2 separate regions of the Mus musculus genome follow, and region 2 is linked to region 1. The links are chromatin contacts, called in public HiChIP or PLAC-seq maps. All regions are on one chromosome and are shown on one strand. The core of a region is the stretch at or near the end of the contact, and the rest is flanking DNA. Distances in the headings are between cores, read along the strand shown. Region 1 has its middle 8.8 kb from the start of Cyb5r3. Region 2 overlaps Pacsin2 (protein kinase C and casein kinase substrate in neurons 2).

Region 1 (5,187 bases), core at 152-2,651:
TACAGTCATTAAACTCAGGACTGTGTCCACTCCTAGTGTCCTCTTCTCTAGCTGCCCAAAGGCCTCCTATGTGGGTGAGGGGTCTCCCAGACCGGCAAGCCTTTCCTGGGTGAAGGCGGTGCCGAGCGCTAAGAGCCCTTCCGAGGGTGCGCAAGGGGTCTGCTCCCGGCTCAGCTGTTCAGAAGTTTGCCAGTGCAAGCAGAGAAAAAAGGGCGGGAGAAAATCAGGGCAAGCACAGACCGCAGACTGAAGATCAGCATCTGAGATCATGGCTGTGCACCTGAGCCAAAGCCGCCACAGTCAGCTGTACAGGGCAGCTCTTTCCGGGTCTCTATTCGCAGAAAATCAAAGCTACCCCCCCCCCCCCCCCCGCCGTCTGTGTCTCTCTTTCTTCCCTCCGTCCCTTCCGCCCTCTCCCTCTCTCTCTTTCTCAGGCTCCTGAGCCCCTGCCCATCTCTCCATGACTCAAAGTCATGCGGCAAGCTAATGGAGAACCCTTTCCCAGCTCCAGAACCCAGAAGCAATTCGCATTCACAGGAATCTTTTTCCAGCCTTTTACCCTCCCGCGAGGCCATGGGTATGCAGAGCCTTCTGCGGACATTCCAGGCCCACAGGCCCACAGGCCCACAGGCCCTTGGTTCCAGGGAGAGTTTCTCGATTTCCTACTTAACTCCACACCCATTAGTTAGTTATGACTGGGTAAAGAATGATCACTTGACCTAAACTGAGCCAGTTAAGGATGCCAACTTCTTGGCACCATTGATGGGGCTCAAGGTGGGCACGTGACAAAACAAACCAATCAGAGTTTTTCCTGCAGATTTTTTTTTTCCTTATCTGCTTCTCTGGACCAAAATATGGTAGGAGCCAGGAAGATGCCCATGTTGGTGGGAGAGCTGGGGCTTCCTACTCAGAGAGCGAGAGGTGAAAGGAATCCTGGCCCTCTCCCACGGATTCTCGTTCCAGTTGATGAGCCATCCCAGGACCTTCCTACACAGCTAGTTTGAATTAGGGTTCTGTCTACCAGAGCCACACCCTGTTAAGAATGTGGCTAGGAGCCCAGCATGGTTGAGCACGCCTTTAGTCCCAGCACTTGGGAAGCAGAGGCAGATCTCTGAGAGTTGCAGGATAGCCTGACTCTATAGGAAGACCCTGTCTCAGAAAGAGGGGAGGAGGGAGGGAGGGAAAGACAGAGACGGAGAAAGGCACAGAAACTGGGGTTTTAGGGTCCTGGGAGCTGTAACAAACTAGTCTTAGTCATATGTCCCCAATTAAAGTGGCAAAGAATAGTGGAAAGCAGAGAAAGGCGACTATTTCCCTGCGGTCACTCTGAGAGGAGGAACTGACAAAGAGGTCCAGTTGCTACAGTAGCTCCAGAACCTCCTGTTTCCCTGGCAACACCAGAAATGTAAACATCAGCTTGGCCAACCCTGGACATTTACATTGCCTTGTAGTCTGAGGCTTTGTGTGGGGCTTACACAACGGTGGAAGGATCTGCACTTTGTTCTAAGTTCCATCTCTATCTCTGGTGGAGACCTGGCCTTCTAAGCCACCCAAGCGGAGCTGATAGGGCTAACAATTCCCCTCAAGGAGATAATGCACTCCCCCACCCCACCCTACCCCCTTCTCTTAGGCAGCTGCTTCCAGCCATGGGTGGGATTTCTGCCTGTTTCTTTCCCACTTTCTGAGTTACCAGAAAGTCAGAAACTTTCCTTTTTTTCTTCTTTTTATTTACTTCTCTTTCTTCTGGATACTGGCCGGAGTGTGTTTTCTTTCCAAGGTGCTCTGGACTCTTCTGCCCTTTCTCTGAAGCCTCCTTTCTCTTTTGCTTTGAGACTGCTTGTCAATCTCCATCAAAATCGGCATGGGTGTTGTCCATTTCCCTTCCAGTACCTGCTGAGGCTTACATGCCTGCCTTGTTTTTCTCTTAACCTCTAATAAAATCGTCCTTGAGCTTCCTGTTGCTAAATTGTTTTATCAATGAGACTAAGAGCCCCCCCCCCAAAAAAAGAAGGACTTTGGTTTTTCCCAGCAGTACACCTTCCATGCCCACCGCACCATCACTTAACCCATCTTCTTGTCCTCATGTGAGATTTGGCCCGAACAAGCAGGTAGAGGTGTGGCCCTGTCCATCAGACTCTCCTGGGAGGTGGTCGGACTATCAGAACTGCAGAATTTCTTCCTGGGAGACAAGTTCCTCCCCTGGCTGGTACCAGGCCTCAGGCTTTCCCTCCCCTACCAGGAGAATTCTGGGGGAAATTCCAATTCCTTGTAACCCTGTCTCAAAAAACAAGACAACAACAACAACGAGAGAGAGAGAGAGACAGAGAGAGACAGAGAGAGACAGAGAGAGACAGAGAGAGACAGAGACAGAGAGACTGAGTCCAATGTCTTCTGAGCATTTTTTTTTTTAACTTTTCAAGACAGGGCTTCTCTATGGAGCTGTCCTGGAACTTGCTCTGTAGACCAGGCTGGCCTCAAACTCAGAGATCTGCCTGCATCTGCCTCCCAAGTGCTGGAATTAAAGGCGTGCGCCACCACTACCTTGCTATACCTTTGGTGACCTTTGGCATCTTCCCCTAAGAGTAAGAGTGCTTTCTGGGAGCATAAGAACTTTTCAAATATAAAATTTCAAGGTGCAAACATCCCAGATTGTTTTTTGTTTTGTTATTTTTTGTTTTTGTTTTGTTTTGTTTTTCAAGACAGGGTTTCTCTGTCCTGGAACTCACTCTGTAGACCAGGCTGGCCTCGAACTCAGAAATCTGCCTGCCTCTGCCTCCCAAGTGCTGGGATTAAAGTCCTATGCCACTACTGCCTGACTGTTTTTGTTTTGCTTTAAGATTTATTTATGTATATAAGTACACTGTAGCTGTCTTCAGACACACCAGAAGAGGGCATTGGATCCCATTACAGATGGTTATAAGCCACCATGTTGTTGCTGGGAATTGAACTCAGGACCTCTGGAATAGCAGTCAGTGCTCTTACCCACTGAGCCATCTCTCCAGCTCCAAATGATCTCTCCTTATGGCCAGGAATGCTCTTCCCCAGCTATCTGCAAGACTTGATCCCACACCTCCATCGGGCCTGTGTTTCAGTACACACCTTAGAAAGCCCTCCTGCTTACCCTAGCCCCTAGCCCCACTCTTCCTTCCCTCTTCCATCTGACCTCAGTCGCCATGCCTTCCTTCTCCTTCCTTCATCTTCTTGTCTTCTTTCTTGTTTTTTTCCCCCATTAATTTATTTATTATTCACTAAGCCTCCTTCTCTTCCTGGTCCCGCCCTCACATGGCCCCTCCCCATTCCTCCTTCCCCTTCAACCCAGACTGGGTGTCATATAGTTCAGGGCTGGGCTCCAACTTGCTTCCCTTTGAGAGACCAAACTACTCCGTCTTGGGACCAGCCTCCATCTTAAGAGAAACTTGACCTATAGCTGAACCCAAGCTACACCTTAGTACTGGGAAGGACCCCATGGCTTGTCCTTGTCCCATACCCCTAGCTACTTCCTAACAATTCGGTCCGAGATCAGTCTGATTGTTTGCGATGTACTTGCAGACCATTTGTGATTGCTCAGGGTTTTGCTTCAGAGCACCCACCCGTCGGCTTACAGTAGTCATGCAGCTAGATGCTTGCCAGGCTGAAGCCCCCTTACCTGCTTGCCTTTTCCTATAAAGCCTTGTCCCACTGAGAGCTTGGGGGAGGGTAAACCTCCCGTTCTGCTGCAGCAGACATGGCAGTGTCGTCTAAGCTCAAGCTTAAATAAAGACCCTCGTTCGATTGCATCTTTGGTGGTCTTTTGGGGTTAATGAACGATTCTTGGCACAAAACTTCCCCGACCTCTTGCCAAAGATGATGTTGTATGTCTGTGTCCCCCATGTTTTCGGTGCCCTCAGAGGTCAGAAGAAGGTGTCTGACCTCTGGAACTGGAGTTAAAGATGGCTGTGAACTTCCATGTGGTTGCTGGGAATTGAACCTGGGACCTCTGGAAGAGCAGCCATTACTTTTTGTTTTTGTTTTTGTTTTTGTTTTTGTTTTTTTGTTTTTTGGGTTTGTTTGTTTGTTTGTTTTTTGAGACAGGGTTTCTCTATGTAGCCCTGGCTGTCCTGGAACTCACTTTGTAGACCAGGCTGGCCTCGAACTCAGAAATCTGCCTGTTTCTGCCTCCTGAGTGCTGGGATTAAAGGCGTGCGCCCCCATGCCTGGCTGAGCAGTCATTACTTAACCACTGAGCCATCTCTCCAGCCCCTCATACTTGCTTTTTTTTGAACTGATATTCTCTCTCTTTTTTTAATTTTTAAAATTTATTTATAGAAGAGAGCATCAGTTCCCATTACAGATGGTTATGAGCCACTATGTGGTTGCTGGGATTTGAACTCAGGACCTCTGAAAGAGCAGTCAATGTTCTTAACCACTGAGCCATTTCTCCAGCCACCTTGAACTGATATTCTTGCCTCTACCTCCCAAGTGCATGTATGAGCAGACCCAGCTAAAGATAACCCCTCATTTACTGCTAAAGAAACTGAGGCTGGGAGAGAGGAATGATTTATTCTAGGTCAAGATTTTGGTCATAGTCAACAACCAAGATATGGACATTTCTGGCATTATGGGTGGAGTGACAGAGTATCCCTCACATCACTTCAACTACTCTGGCCACCCTGACATTCCAGAGGGAAAGACAGACACCTCATTCCAAAGGCAAGAGGTGGGGGGGGGGGGGAGCCAGTCCCCGAAGGAAGTAGATCACAGGTAAGGACTCTAGCTTCACTCTTGTCTGGCTGTATGGCCTTAGGCAAAATTCTATATCTCTGAAGCTTGGCCTTGTTTCTGTAAGATGAGAGAGAAAGCTCTGGGTAAGGGGTTTAGTTGCTCTCTGGGGGACTGGGCCAGGTTCTTCTTGCCCCCTAGGTAATGAATCCTCCTGGCTGGGAGGTATTCTGTAGACTTCAGCAACATCCCGAGAGGATTACCATACCATGCATGGGCGCCAATGCTTGTTTCAACAGGACCAGCCCTGCTTGCTTAGAGACTGCTCAAGGATGGCTCTAGATTGTGCGCTCATCATCCCAGCACCACCTCCCTAGTAAGGGTTCCTTATAGCTCAGCACCCTAACCCACCACAGCCTCTCCAGGGCTACCCTCACCTTCCCTCTTTGGGCCCACCCGATCTTTTTTTTTTTAAATGTATTTATTCAT
Region 2 (5,498 bases), core at 2,376-4,875, 260 kb before region 1:
TGCATAGTCTCTTCTTGTGGACGGTGTAGTATCCCTTTCTTGGCTGCAGGGCTTTGGCCACACACTGGCTTTTCTCCAGGGTTGTTTTCTTGTTGTGACTGGGTAACTTTCTGGAAGCTGTTTTTAAAATCATCTCTCCTCTGTGAAGGATGGAAGTGGGTAACAGTGTTCACAACCGTGACTCAGCCCCAGATATAACAGTCATTCTGACTGGAAGTTTGCAAGCTGTTACCCTGCTGGCATCCGCAGCTGCGAGTTCTTTAAATATTTGCATTTTGTCACTGCTCAGCTCTTGCCTTCTGCCGGGGAGGGAAGTCTCTGTCCTATGGTCCATGTGGCCATTTCTGAGGCTGCCTCTCCAGGAGGAATTGGTGGTTACCCAGGTGAGCTTGCAAGGTGTGAGCTGTGCATTTCTGACCAGGGTCCTGGAAAGTGACCATAAACTGAGTCCTCACCAGTGTGGAAATGATGGTGGATTCTTCAGTGCGCCGTGGAAGGGTTCTGTGTGAGTGAAAGTGGAAACCAGTGGTTTGTTTTTCCTCTCTTCCTTCCTCCTTTCCTTTCATTTCCCCCTCTCTCTCCCTTCCCCCTTCTCCCCTCCCCTCCCTTTCTTGAAATCCCAGTTGGAGTAGAGTGTAAGGAGGGAGGGCAGTGTAGGGTCTGGATAGTACCTAGAGTGCTGCTCACAGTCACCAAAATATTTATAAACAAACACCCAGAGGTAGCTGTATTACTTGTAAACGTTTTTTAGTGATGTTTGTGACTCTATAAAAAAAAATCTGAGTAATTGCATTGTTTGGAATAAGTAGAGACAGCTGGGCATGGTGGCATAGGTCTGTAATTCCAGCTCTCAGGAGGCAGAGGTAGGCGGATCTCTGGTCTGCAAAGGGAGTTCTAGGACAGCCAGGGCTGTTACAGAAATACAGTCTTGAAAAACTGAAAAAGAAAGAGAGAGAGAGAGAGAGAGAGAGCGAGCCTTTTGTCAGTGGCGGTAGAGCAAGCAGTGTTCTTTTTATTGTTGTTGCTTGTTTGTTGAGATTGGTCTCACTCAATTCAGGCTGGCCTGGAACTTGTGTAGCTGAGGATGACCTTGAACTCCCCGAGTGCTGGGATTACAGGTGAGTGGCTGGCTTGTGAAGAGTGTTGTTATTTGACAGTGTAAAAGGTTAGGGCTTTGTGGTGTTCCCCCAGATTTCAAACACCGAGCAATAATAACTAACGCACTGTACTCTGCTGCCTTTCGAGTGGAGAGCTTGATAATGTTTGGCATGTGCAGACACTGTTGCCGTCGTTCCCACCAGTCAGTAGCTCTCCTCTGCCGTTCTGTAGCCCTCCACTTACCACTTCCCTCTTCCACCTCCAGGTAGGAAGCCATTGTCCTGTCTGCTTGCCTTAAAATGTAGACACTTAGGACTTGATGAAGAGGATGTTTGCAGGTTTGTGTATCTTAGGCTAAGTTTCAGATGTAAAATCTTTGCTTAATTCAGGGTCATGAACATTTTGTCCAGGTCTTACAGGTCTGGGTTTTACAGCTGGGCTGTGATCCATTTGAGCCACTTGTGTTTATGGTGGGAGATGTATAGAAGGCCTGTGTCCCTGAAACAAGAGCTAGTTGTTTCAGGACCATTTACTAAAGTGTTCTCTGAATTTTAAGGGAAATTTTTCTCATTGGTCTGGGACTTGTGGTTCTGGGCATTTGGGTGTCTTTGTGTTCTTGGCTGCTTTTTATTTCCTGTGCTTCATGTAATGTCTTTAGCCCCTGATGGCAGGGCCCTGTCATAGGGTAGCAAGTTATAAAGGGGAGGGTGATGCTTGACCAGATGTACATGGGCTTTCTCCCTACTCAGGTTTGCACAGAGCCCTGGACACAGAGGCTTTATGGACATCCTTGTTGGTGGCTCCTGGGTAGTGTCTCATTTCCAGAGGTGAGCCAGCACAGAGAAGTGAGGGTACAATAAACCTTCTGTGTCTGGGTAGGTGGGATGGCTCCTAGGCTGGGGATGTGGCTGTGTGGAGGCTACCTTGGGTAGGAGGGGCCTAATAGTGGGGTGAGTGAACCTGGCTCCTCCATGCTCTGACTATTCTTGGCCAGCTACATGCCTGTGTAAGTAGCGGTGTTTGTTCTTAGTCAAAGAGAGGTCTGGACAGTCTCTAGGCTTGCCATTCCCAGGAAGTGGAATGTTTGCTCTGCTTTGGGCCTGGGTGGGATGCTGTGGTCTTTCTAATGCCACCGTCTGCCCTATAGGGGTTCTCCACTTTGCTCCAAGTACCCAGCCAGCTTCATATGAGCCTCTGAGCAGATGACAAGGAAACTGAGGCTCGGAGGAGCCCACATGTCGGGAGCCCTTGGGCTGTGTGTTTGCCTATTAAAGCCTGAAGGACTGGTTGGCTTGCTATTCTTGCACTCCTCTTCTTAAAAGAGTGGTTCCTAGGCCATCCCAGTCTTCATTGTCAGCAGTGGAGAAGAGAAGGGTCAGAGGATTGAAAGTACAGCTCTTCAGTGGCTCTTGGTAGCCCTCACAATAAAGCCCAGCCTTGTAGAATGGCCTCTGCCTACCTAATGTCTCTGCACATTCCTGCGTTTCTTCCTCCAAGATTCCCCTGCCCCCCACCTTCAGTCTTTGTCCTCACTTCGCCTTCCTCTCCAGGACTGCCTGCCATTCTAGTTAGTGTACTGCTCCTCATTTCCCAGAGGATTTGCTGAGGATGCTCTGTCTTTTTAAAATGGAGCCCAGGCGTTAGCTTTGCAGTGGTATAAGCGGATGGTTATGGAATCTACAAAGGGGCCTGGTGAGGACCTGCGGCTTGGGGATCATTTCTCTGTGTGCGGAGGGGCTGTCTAGGTTGCACTGGGCTTACTGCTTTTTTTTTTTTTTTTTTTTAAGATGAGAATTATACTGACTGTCCTTTCTCTTTCTTTCTTCCTCCCACTTCCCTCTCCCCTTCTCTCTTCTTTCCTATTACTGAGGTGGGGTCCCACTGTGTTATAGAATCTGGGATGTGGGATGGCATTAGAACTATGTAGACTAGGCTGGTCTCACACTTGGGACGGTTCTCTGGCTTCTGCCTCTGGCATACCGGAATTACAGGGATGAGCCACTCACCCAGCTCCTTGGTTGTCTATTTTTAGATCATGGATGTTTAAGCTTATATATGTTCTTCCCCTCCACCCCCCCCCCCGGATAAAAAATTCGTATCTCTAACACAAACGTATATTTTATTTTTGTGTGAGTGCAGAAATGCACGTGCCCCAGTTTGTCTGTGGCAGTTAGACAACTCTTGGGGGTTGGTTCTCTCCTGCTACCTTGTGGGATGTGGGAATTGAACTCCTGTAGTTAGCGATTCGATTCCTATAGTAGTACCTCCAAATGTGTCTGCTGTGGGAGTTTGGACAGTAAGTTCAAAGACTCATTTGAGTTCTTGCAGTGTTTCTTTGGAATGCAGGGGTTGGGCCACTGTTGATTAGAATGGCTCAAGGCTGGTGTCTCTGAAGTCAGTGCTTCCGCTCCGAGTGGCTTAGGAACATTGCTGCCTTCGCTGGTCTGTAGGCCTGCAGCTGCCTGGCTTAGCTCTTGTTCGGCTGTAGTTCAGGGAGGGTGCGGGGAGGATTCCTGGCTTGCATACCTGAGGCACATTCCTACAGGCTCTTGGGGTTCTGACCTTTGAACCAGATTGTTTCAGTCACTGTGTAGTATCTTCTTTTAGTTAACTAGGAACAGGATTGAGCAATCTCATTTGATTGCCTGGTGTTTCACGGAGCTAAGGGATGTAGGGATGTAGAAGAGGAAAGGGGACACAGGCGGGGTAGAGGGGCATAAAAGGTTGGGGTACATGAACATGAGTTCAGGTTTATCTCATTGTCAACTTCTGTTTCCAGTCCAGCTTACCAGTTCAGTCTGAGTGTGCCTCTTCAGCAAGTGCCCTGTGCGTGAGAGCTTTCTGGGGCATTTGGCAGTGGTAGACAGGGAAAGGTGCTTGGGAGGACCTCCATCGGGTTGTCCTCTGTCTCTATACATGTAGCTCCCAAAGAAATAGACAGTCAGACAAACAAATACATGTAAAGAAGAAAAGAGAGACATTCCAGTGCCCTCTATTCTCCCTAGCACACCCAAGTTTTTTGCTCTCTTCCATGTTCTTTGGAAGTGGGTATTTAAAATACAATTCTTAGAGGCCTTATGGTGTGACTACTGGTCTGAACACGATGGTGTGGGTCAGTGGGGTAGTGGTTGTTGGAAGGAAAGTGGGCTATTTTGAGTTATTTGTAATGAAGTCCTGGAGGGAAAAGCCAGCTGCTGTGTTGAGGGGTGTTGTCTAGATACCTGAGGCAGAGCTCTTCCTATGGGACCCTGAGCAGCCTGGATGTATGTATGTAGCCGTGCATATTTAGGCTCCAATTCTTACTGCAATTCTATATGGTCAGGGTTGTGATTGTACATAGAGGGCCAGAGAGGTTGTCAGTGCCTGCCCGGGGCCTGGAGACACAGCTCAGCAGTTAAGATCCTTGACGCTCTTCCAGAGCACCCACGCTTGGTTCCCAGCACCCACAGCAGACAGCTTCTCTGGAAGATCCAGTCCTTCCTTTGGCCTCTAGAGACACCTGCACACACAAGGCAGAGAAACACACATGAATACATAAATAAAAAGAAATCTTTCAACTTACATGTCTAGTAAGTGACTGAGTCAAGATTTGAACTTGGATTACTCTCAGTATGCAGAGTCAGAATCCCATCTCTCTCCAGAGTTGTGAACTAAGCATTGGGTGTGGCAGCCTTGTGGGCCATAAAGGAGAGATTCTTTTAGTCAGGGCTTTCATGGAGCAACTTTAGTATCTGAATGTATATAGAGCTGCACACTTATTTATAAAACTCACAGAAGCGGTCTGTGTCTTAGTTGTCTGGGCTATGGGAATCTGGAGATTTCTAAGCAGAAGAATGGGGTGGTATCTGACTTGAGCCTCAGGAAGGTTTTCCTAGGATGTATAGGCGAGAATAGAGATGGAATGCAGAGACAAATGCCTATGTTCTGCCTTCTGCCTCTTCTTAGGGTCTTTGCACATGTGCTTCTCAGCTCCTAGAATGTTCTTCACCTGGCTGGTTCTTGTCATTCTTCAGGCCAGTGTGTCTTACCTCAGGGGCCATCCTGTTGTACATGGTTTTTGTGTTTCTCGATTTTCCACTGGGCAGTCCACATCCTGTAAGCAGGGACTGTCTATTGCTGTTCTGATCTCTGGACGTTGTGGCCTGGAAAAGTCCTCTGAGTTCATGGTGGGGATGGGCAGCCCAGGTGTGAGGGCTGTCCTTGCAGTGGACTGCAAGGAGTGCGAGCCAGGGGACGTTGGTCATTTTGGTGTGTTTAATGTCATTTGACTGGATTAATGTTGCCTTTGGCTCATGGGTGCCATGTGGCTGTTTCAGTTGAGTGACTACTACTTTCTCCCAACCAGATGGGATGTGTGCAAGGTGGCAGCCACTTTTAACAGCAGAATTGCTTGCCTGGGC

Evidence for each region. HiChIP or PLAC-seq counts read pairs in DNA pulled down with a chosen protein or histone mark.
Region 2: a contact with region 1 is called in an H3K27ac HiChIP or PLAC-seq map of extraembryonic endoderm stem cells. The contact joins two enhancer-like sites. A contact is called at or near these places in 2 of 39 promoter capture datasets (the C10 cell line and cranial neural crest), 1 of 484 Hi-C or Micro-C datasets (B cells), 3 of 115 datasets of contacts at active chromatin or transcription factors (astrocytes, extraembryonic endoderm stem cells and memory CD8 T cells) and 1 of 9 other capture datasets (adipose tissue).

What each region holds. Positions count from the first base shown.
Region 1 is chr15:83,178,360-83,183,546 of GRCm38.p6, reverse strand. No RefSeq gene overlaps it. Among named protein-coding and RNA genes, the nearest start is that of Cyb5r3, 8.8 kb to the right of the region's middle. Within about 2 kb of position 1,401, at least 55 of the 459 cell types and tissues checked have an H3K27ac peak or open chromatin away from gene starts, as enhancers often do. A contact at or near this core is called in adipose tissue and extraembryonic endoderm stem cells, where this site is marked.
Region 2 is chr15:83,442,713-83,448,210 of GRCm38.p6, reverse strand. All of the region lies in intron 1 of Pacsin2 (protein kinase C and casein kinase substrate in neurons 2), which reads left to right. Among named protein-coding and RNA genes, the nearest start is that of Pacsin2, 19 kb to the left of the region's middle. Within about 2 kb of position 3,625, at least 48 of the 459 cell types and tissues checked have an H3K27ac peak or open chromatin away from gene starts, as enhancers often do. A contact at or near this core is called in adipose tissue and extraembryonic endoderm stem cells, where this site is marked.